Regions from separate parts of the Zea mays genome. Here region 1 is linked to region 2. The links are chromatin contacts, called in public Hi-C maps. All regions are on one chromosome and are shown on one strand. The core of a region is the stretch at or near the end of the contact, and the rest is flanking DNA. Distances in the headings are between cores, read along the strand shown.

The links. Hi-C and Micro-C count contacts between places; a contact is called where the count stands out from the background.
Region 1: a Hi-C map of endosperm shows a contact between it and region 2, with 4 times the contacts expected there. The contact joins the promoter of LOC103650432 here to the promoter of LOC103650429 in region 2. A contact is called at or near these places in 8 of 25 Hi-C or Micro-C datasets (endosperm, leaf, leaf mesophyll and 2 more).

The regions. Positions count from the first base shown.
Region 1 is chr3:99,012,647-99,017,026 of Zm-B73-REFERENCE-NAM-5.0, forward strand. It overlaps LOC103650432 (probable Ufm1-specific protease), which reads left to right and starts at 2,301. Exons shown (of 13, transcript XM_023301977.2): 1 at 2,301-2,686; 2 at 2,773-3,120; 3 at 4,208-4,380. The coding sequence starts at 2,485.
Region 2 is chr3:98,731,626-98,735,845 of Zm-B73-REFERENCE-NAM-5.0, forward strand. It overlaps LOC103650429 (E3 ubiquitin-protein ligase UPL1), which reads left to right and starts at 1,285. Exons shown (of 17, transcript XM_008675998.4): 1 at 1,285-1,501; 2 at 1,652-1,790. The coding sequence starts at 1,683.

The DNA.
Region 1 (4,380 bases), core at 1,051-3,550, 280 kb after region 2:
GATCACCCGAAAATTTTTGTGAATTCGGGTATCCTGGTTCCCTGTGGGTATGGGTGGTGATCAAATCGGCTGTCATAAGGTTTCCGATATGATTGCCCCCCAGGGACCATGCTTACTCCGAGCTTATCTCGGAACGCACCGGCTATTTCTTCCCTTACTATATCAATGGCAGCCGGTGCGAGACCACCGGCTCTCTGGTCAAACATAGGTGGGGTTGGCTGGATATTAGCATGTTGTCTTTCCCCCCATTGGTTTGAGTTACGTGGTGCATTTCCATTTGCTTTATATGGCTCATATGTTTGATCGTTTCTTTCCGGCCTTCTAGGTGGGGCCGGAAAGCTTTCCTGGGCTTTGGATCCTGAATTAATGGGCTGGTGCATTGCATAGTGTGATGGGAAGTGTTGCTGGGACGGGCGAGGATTCATGTAATCCTCCTCAAAAGACTCATGCGCGGACTGTCCGGATACGTACCCGGACCGTCCGTGGTTATATGCGGACCGTCCGTCGTTGTATGCGGACCGTCCGACTGGGTAGTTTGGGTTCTGTGCCGTGTGTGGTGGCTCGGGCGCATATCTAGGTAACTCATTAAAAATAGGCCCGACTATTGCTGGCCCGGACGGTCCGCGCTCACGTGCGGACGGTCCGGGCATGTGCAGATCGGCTGATTTGCTGCCGACTTGCGGTTGTTCAGGGTATGTGTCCATTGGCATCCCATAAAGGGGTTGTGACTGGTCGTGACAACCTGTAGCCGATGTGTTACGCGTGTTACCTCCTAACTCAACCTCGTGTGAAGGAAAATTTGCGATGTTAGATTTATCGAATGCACGTACTAGTCTCTTAACATCGCTTTGCATACCCCCTATGATGTTCTGCATTTGTTCACGCTGTTCTTCTACATAATTTCTAAGAGATTGTAGCTCGTTGGTATTACTTACATTGGGGATATCTGGCGTGGGTTGAAGCAAAGCCGGATCCGTCGCCCGATGTCGGACGACCTTGTTGTTCCTGTCCACTTTGAAGTTGGCCAAGAATTTTGCTTTCGCCTCCTGGATCATCCGCTCCTTGTGCTCCTCAAACTGGAGCTGCTCGTCAGCCGGCAAGGTTTCCCAAGTCGGCTCTATGATGTTGCTTGGGGAAATATCAGAGCTCTCCCTTGAACCGGCCATTTGAGGGCCGATTTGATGAGCCTAGATGTGTTTTCCCAGCGGAGTCGCCAAAAAGTATGTTGACGCTTTTTTGGAGCGCCAAATACCCAAGAAGAACCGGCGGCGGTGCTCTCTGGTCAGGCGTGGACGGTCCGTGGCCTGGGGCCGGACGGTCCGCGACCTGGCGCAGGGGCTAGGTTTTCCTGCCTAACGGCCGGACGGTCCGCGCCCTGGGGCCGGACGGTCCGCGCGTGTGCAGGGGCGGCGGAAGATCGCCGGCGGCGCCTGGATCTCGCTCCCGGGAGGGACCCCGTCGGGGAGGAGAGATCCTAGGGGTTGTCTAGGCTCGGGCCGGCCGACCTAGACTCCTCTAATCGGCGTAGAGTCGAAGAGAGGCGAAGAATTTGGGGATCAAGAGGCTAAACTAGAACTAGACTAGAACTACTCCTAATTGTACTGGAAATAAATGCGAATAGAAGTTGTATTGATTCGATTGTTGATTACAAATCGGCCGTAAGCCTCTCTTTTTATAGAGGAGGGGGGCTGGACCCTTTACACGACCGGATTCCGAGCTAATTCCGCGGATATAGCTAACAAACATAGCACAAAACTCGGAACGCTAATCTACTCTGCGCGTGCGCGGACCGTCCGGCCTCAGGGCCGGACCGTCCGCACCTCATTTTGGTGCTCAACAACACCACACATTTGATTTCGCGTCCGAAAATCCGGATGTGACATGCACGCACTCTTGGATCAATTCTGCAGCAACAATACACTTGCTTAATCCCAACAATATAAATTGCAAGAAATTGCAGACGTTCAAAAGAGAGAAAAAAACTATTACCCTTGTGGAACATCAGCAAGATCTATACAACTTAATTCTGGATTGATTCTTGATCACTAAAAGAGAGATGAACTAGAACCATGAAACTAACAAAGGAAGAAGGGAAAAGATGGAGATACATAGGGGTCGCCGATAGAGAACGTGTGTGGATGAGGGCTCTGGGCGGGGTGGAGGCAGCCGCCACTGCCAGAGAGATGTGCAGGCGGCGGGGAGGCTGCCAGGAGAAGCCTCGATCCTGGAGAAACTGAAAAGGACAGAACGGGTAGAGGAATTGACTGCTTGACAAAAGAATGCCCTTGTCCGACGGAAGCAAACAGAATGCTATGTATCGGTATCGTTGCATTTTTGAATGATAAATATTTAGAGTTATTCCTTTTGATAGTAAATATCCAAAGATGGGGTCTTTAATGGCATGGATCTTTCCCTTTAAAAAATATATCCGAACATACCCTAAAAGCAGAGCCGTCTGCGTTGCCGCTAACAAGGCCGCCGCCGATGGACGCCTTCGTCGCCGGTTCGCGCGGCCGCCCAGCCCTCAGCTTCCTTTGCCCTAAGATATCGCTATTCTCCCCGCCCTCGCACTCCTGGTTCCGCTGGCTCGTCGGTGCGCCTCGCGTTCTCCCTCCCTTCACCGTCGCTGCTGTCTTACGTCCCATTCACGGCGACCATGACGCCATTGATCTTCCCAGGGAAGCAGGCAAGTCTCACCAACCCACTTTTCCCAACAACTCATGATTCCGCCTGAGTCCTGACGATGTCCCTATACTTCTATGCCTTCCGCAGACGAAATCCGGGGGTTGCTGCCACGCGGTTTCGACATCATAGGGGTGCTGCTCGTGGGGGGAGAGGGTTCTGATGCGGACGTCACTCGCGCACTGGAGCAGGCTCGGGCGCTGAGGGAGCTGCTGTTTGGTGTGGCAGCGAGCCATGGCTTGGTAGGAGGCCACATGGATGCAGCCACTGGGGAGATTCGATTTGTTGTATCTGAGAGTGGATGGACGAACTCGGTGGAAGGATCTGTGGTTACATGGGAGGATGAGCCCGGGAGGTTGTTGTGGGAGAAGGGATGCCTCCTGCGCTGCGAACTGCTGCTGAAGCTTCCACTCTATCTTAGGCCTGACGTGAATTCTGGTAAATGCTAGGAAGTTTACCTGTCTGTTTAGTCCTTTACTGTACAAATGAACGGGCAAAAGTTGATCATTCATGATATGATGTGCCTTGACATCTATTTGAAGAAATTGGAGTTCTGCGAATTCTTTTCGCTGCAACCGGTTCAATTTTTTTGGATTATTCTATAGTGTTAAGATACTGTTTCTACCTTAGTTTGTGCTTAGAAAAAACCCCATTGTTCTCTCATTTCAGTACCCACCCTATTATCTTGAAGCTAATAATTGGTTGGATAAGGTTGCAAATTTGCAATTTACTACATCTTGCATAGCTGGTGTTTTTTTGTTTGAACTATGTGATTTCTTAAGCTGCCAAATATTCAATCATGAAAGAAGGTATTAGAGAGCCTGTGCATTGCCATATATATTCAGTATAATCTCGAACCTAAAACCAAACAATATGATTGTAACAACATACATGAAGTGGTGGATGGCCTCTTGCTTCTTGTTCCAACTGAAATTAAAATTTTGGATCAAATCAGTGAGCTAATGTAACAATTCAAATTAATCAAATATTAAAATGGTGAACTGTGTCCGTGAACCTATTTATCATGAACAAATTTGTTACTAATTTCTATCTTGCACATAGAGTTTGCATGTACATGCAGTCTTAGATCCGTTCACAGAATATCCTTTAGAGGTGAAGGTGGAAGAACATGCGGCTACAACTAACCCCCGTGTAATTTTTAAAGTTGTAATTAGCGAAGAACAAAGAAGAACAAAGAACAGTGGTGAGAGCTGTCTCCCTGAGTCACCAGGTCGTGGAGCAGCCTCTTTGCATTTGCGGAGGGAGGGTGTGGCTTGCCTCGGTTAATCCTTTCCCTAGATGGGAGCTTCCGCCATTGGGTCTGCCCTTTTCTTTTTTCTTTTTTAAATTAGCGAAGAACAAAAAGGTTTGACCATGCATAATCATGTCTAACTGCACTAGTTGTTTATAAAATCTGTTTTTTTGCTCTTTTTATGATATATAAGCAATTGCGTCTGGTAGTTAGGAGCCAACTATTTGCTTCTTACGTGAATGAGATAACTTTGTTACGTTTAATTTTTTGAAGGCATCGAAGGACAGTTTTCTTCACTTATTGAATCTACAGTTGCTAAACTCAGAGATCCTCATGTATATTATTTAGTTGAGGGGCCAATTACATCTAGTCAATCACATCGTTCTATTATCTTGCGTGGCGATGATTTAAGCTTTGATTCACATACACATGGAAACTCAAGAACA
Region 2 (4,220 bases), core at 35-2,534:
AGGGCACTATGCAGTCGACCGTTGTGCTGGAGAGCCGTTGCTTTGCTTGGTGCATCGGACAGTCCGGTGGCACACCGGACAGTCCGGTTGCACACCGGACAGTCCGGTAAATCATAGCGGAGTGGCGCTGGAGAAACCCGAAGGTGGCTAGTTCAGAGTTGTACGGTCCTGGTGCACCGAACACTGTCAGGTGGCACACCGGACAGTCCGGTGCGCCAGACTAGGGCACACTTGGGTTTCTTTGCTCCTTTCTTTTTGAACCCTTTCTTTAATCTTTTTATTGGTTTTTGTTGAACCTTTATGCACCTATAGAATATATAATCTAGAGTAAACTAGTTAGTCCAATTATTTGTGTTGGGCATTCAACCACCAAAATTATTTATAGGAAAAGGTTAAACCCTATTTCCCTTTCAATAAGTAAATACCAACCCAATTAAGTAGTAGAACAAAAGTAATAACAACATCTGCGATACAATGCATATGACAAATTGAATTTAGTTCCATAAATTAATCATGTCAGTGTCCGAGCTGCTCATGACCATGAGCACGACTAGTATACCAGTTTTACACTCTTAGAGGTTGCACATCTTTACCCACAAGTCATGTTACCCATCTGCCAAGAGACAGCCGATCCCATACACCTCTACCGAGGAGGCGAGGCAGGGTAACACTACGAGACCTTTACAAAGTTCCACTAGCTTCAGAAAACCCGCTACAGTTTATAGGAAGCTCCAATGCAGGGACCCCTCGCCTGACCGCCATCGTAGCAAAACCAACCCAATGACCTCCCTACACTGACCACTCCTCTACTGCCCTTGCACCTTTCGGGTAAGGTAGTCCTCCACTAGCTTTCCTAATTAGTCAGCCAAGGGCGTCTCATACCACCCTTGTGGTAGCATTGTTTTCCCGGGTGGTTCTCCATGTTCCAATTAACATAATGATCTTAACATGAACAATAAATAACAACTGATAATAAAAATATAATCATGAATAATATGTATCTTTATACCCAAAACCACATAAAAGCAATAGTAGGTACTACCCCAAATTTTGTGGTAAACAAGATATAAAGATAGTCAAACTAGGGTAACATATTGAGTCCCATCAGAATTAATTTATGCAGATCATTATGATTAATCAGAACATGACTAGATAAAAAGAAGTGATAAAGGGCACAACTTGTCTAGGACTTGAGATTCCAGCTTCTATGATGATCTTCAGATGCAGCTTATATTAAAAATCAATTTCTAATATTAATTTCCCATCTTATTCGAGAGCCTCGTCGTCCCTCACGCGCTGTGCCCGTGACCTACCGCGCCAAGTGCGCATCCTTTCACTTCACCAGAAAAAAAAGCGACACCACCCGGCCCCAAACAACAATCACAACCCTCTCTCTCCCTCTCCTTCACGTAGCCGCCTCTGAATCCCCACCTCTCTGCTCTCCCGTCGGCCTCCTCCGCGACCGATGTGTGTGCCCCGCCGCCGGCCCAAAACACTAGAGGTACGCGCGCGCCCAGCCTCCCGCCGCCCGCGCTTCCCGACCCTGGTGGGCGGCGGTTGGACCTGGCGTCCTAGGGTTTTCGCGGGATTTTTAGCGGTGATTCTTGTCCTGTTTACACTGATGGGTTCTGGTGGTTTTTTTTTTCTGCAGGTGACGAGCAGGTAAGGGGTTCCGATCGGAGATGGCGGCGGCGGCGGCCGCACATAGAGCCAGCTTCCCGTTGCGCCTGCAGCAGATCCTTGCTGGAAGCCGCGCTGTCTCACCTGCGATCAAGGTCGAGTCTGAGCCGGTGAGTCCCCTGTTCTCTTCCCCGCCCCCTCGCATCCGGGCTGCTTTGATTGCCGCCTTCGTTCTAGGGTTTTGATAGTGAACGGGCGTGTGCGTATGCGACTTGCCTTTCGTGGTTTTGGATAAAACTTATCGTCTATTGGTATATCAGTTAGGGTTTAGTTTCTCTGTTGTGGGCTTGCTTGTGAATTGTGATCTCTCAGGATTGATGGCTAGTTCTGTTTGAAGGGGTGCTAGGTGGCGATGGTAGAATCTCTATTACTTTAGCCCTGTTTGGAACAACAATTTTTTTTCTTTAGAGCTTTTCTGGCTGGCTAGAGAATCATCTTGAATCTAAGTTTTTGGCAACACTGATTCTCCTGAAGAAATTGTTTGTCATGAGTGTGATGACCCCTAGTGCTGATGATGACTTGCTTGGTTGATGAATAAGCGCCTACATCAATCAAACCAATAATACTATATGTTTTCCTTTAAAGTGAAAATAGTACAATTTTGCATACCAATACAACATGACATGAATTAATTTGGAATTGTCACTCACGTGATATTTCTTTACACGGAATATAATCTCAGCAACTTCACAAGAAAAAAAAAAAATCAGATTTAAAGGGATTAAAACTCGAATTAAGCCATCAAATAACAATTGTAGCTCCTTTCATTCTCAAGCTGTGTGTGTCAATACTTAAAACAATTGGTAGGACCTAAAAAACATAACAAATTCACATGTCAATAGCTTCATATTCTTATGCAAGATGTTAGAACTGGAATAGATCATACTGTTTCTTGCTCGTCCCAGTAATCATCACCAACAATAGTGCTACCACTTGTAGGATCTCTTGAGGCCACAGACATTCAAATTCATTCTCTTCCATGTTCCATAGTTGTATCTCAAGGACTTCCATCTAGTTCTAAAATGCAGGTGACAATAGTTCTTATTTATGCGTGCATTGAATTTGGCCTCCAGGTTGGAGAACTCAACTGTGTTCAGACATCTCCCAAATCAAATATTATGGGCAACTACTTCTAGGCAAACATCTATGAAAGTAGTCTTGGCCTGCATCCTACATAGCTTTGCTGTTTTCCATCTACAATTTTATACTGCAAGAAATTATTTTGTCTCTCTTATATCAGTAGCACACAGTAGGATGGAGAGGAGAAATATATGCATATGAATACAGCAGTACGTAAACTTATTTCCAAACCACAAACCCAATAATGCACAGATCCAATCATTAGATGGTTTATCAAGCATCGCTGGCACCCAAGGTTACAAAAGGTGCTAGGCGCTCTCTAGGCGGTGGCTCTCTCCTAGAGCTTACGCGAGCCTAGGTGCGCCTAGGTGTTTCGAAGGCGTTTTATACTGTGTATTTACAATAAATGAAGGAACAGGAGACCAGTGGGCCAAGGGGCAAGGGGTATATAGAAAGGCCATGAAAACAGTCCCAGGCCCAAGTCTGAAGAGCAAACCTTATTCCTAACCTCCCCTCCCACCTTATCAGTTCGTGCAGCTCCCAGCTTGGTCGCTAAGACCGTGTCCAACAGTTTACCCATAGTTTACCCAAAACACTGTTTTGCACTGTAGACTACCTGTTCACAGAGTGGAGTTTGAATATGGTATGCAGATGGGTAAGCTGCTGGAGATAGTCTAAGCACAACTCACAACTGACTGTGCCGCCTGCTGCTCCCGTTTGTCATAGGTTTTAGCTTCCTGATTTAATTGGCTGTCTTTCTGCCTATGTTCTTCAGTTGCTGCTTTTCTAGCTTTAAGGAGTTTCAGACTCCTTTCTCACTGTGGGTTATGGGTCTGTTATTCTTTGGGCATTTAACATTCTTCATTGGTCTTAGTCAATTATTGGTCCAACCCAATAATTTTTAGTCATAGCAGATGCCATACCGTGCAATATTATGGCTGAGCTTTTTATGAACTTGGTTGATGCAAGCAGTTCTGATAAATTTGTGGAACAATTGTAAAACACATTTTACTCCCAGTTTGGTGGCTCTATAACACTGTCACACACTGTTCATGTACATGGCTGTTTAGCCCATGTACACGCCGTGTAAACGCCACACAGTGACGACTTATGTGTCCGTTTAATGAGCCGTTTGTCCGTTTAATCACCGTTAAGTCTGTTTACGTGGTCATTTAGCCTGAATAAGTAGCTAAACAGTAAGTGACCGTTTAGTCTGTTTAAACGTTTAGGCTAACACTGCAATCACATCTACTTCCAGTTTCCTGGTGACAATTATCAATTATTGGCCACCTGTCCTTCAAGGTGATTTGTGGCCAATGTGGTTTTATGCATTTGATTTGGATACCTATTGTCCTATTCTGAAACATAACCAATGTTTAGGGGTGGTAATGGGCTCTAGATTTTACACTATAAAATTTAAGGACCGAATCGGATTAGGACCGGGCTCTATTCCTATTCAT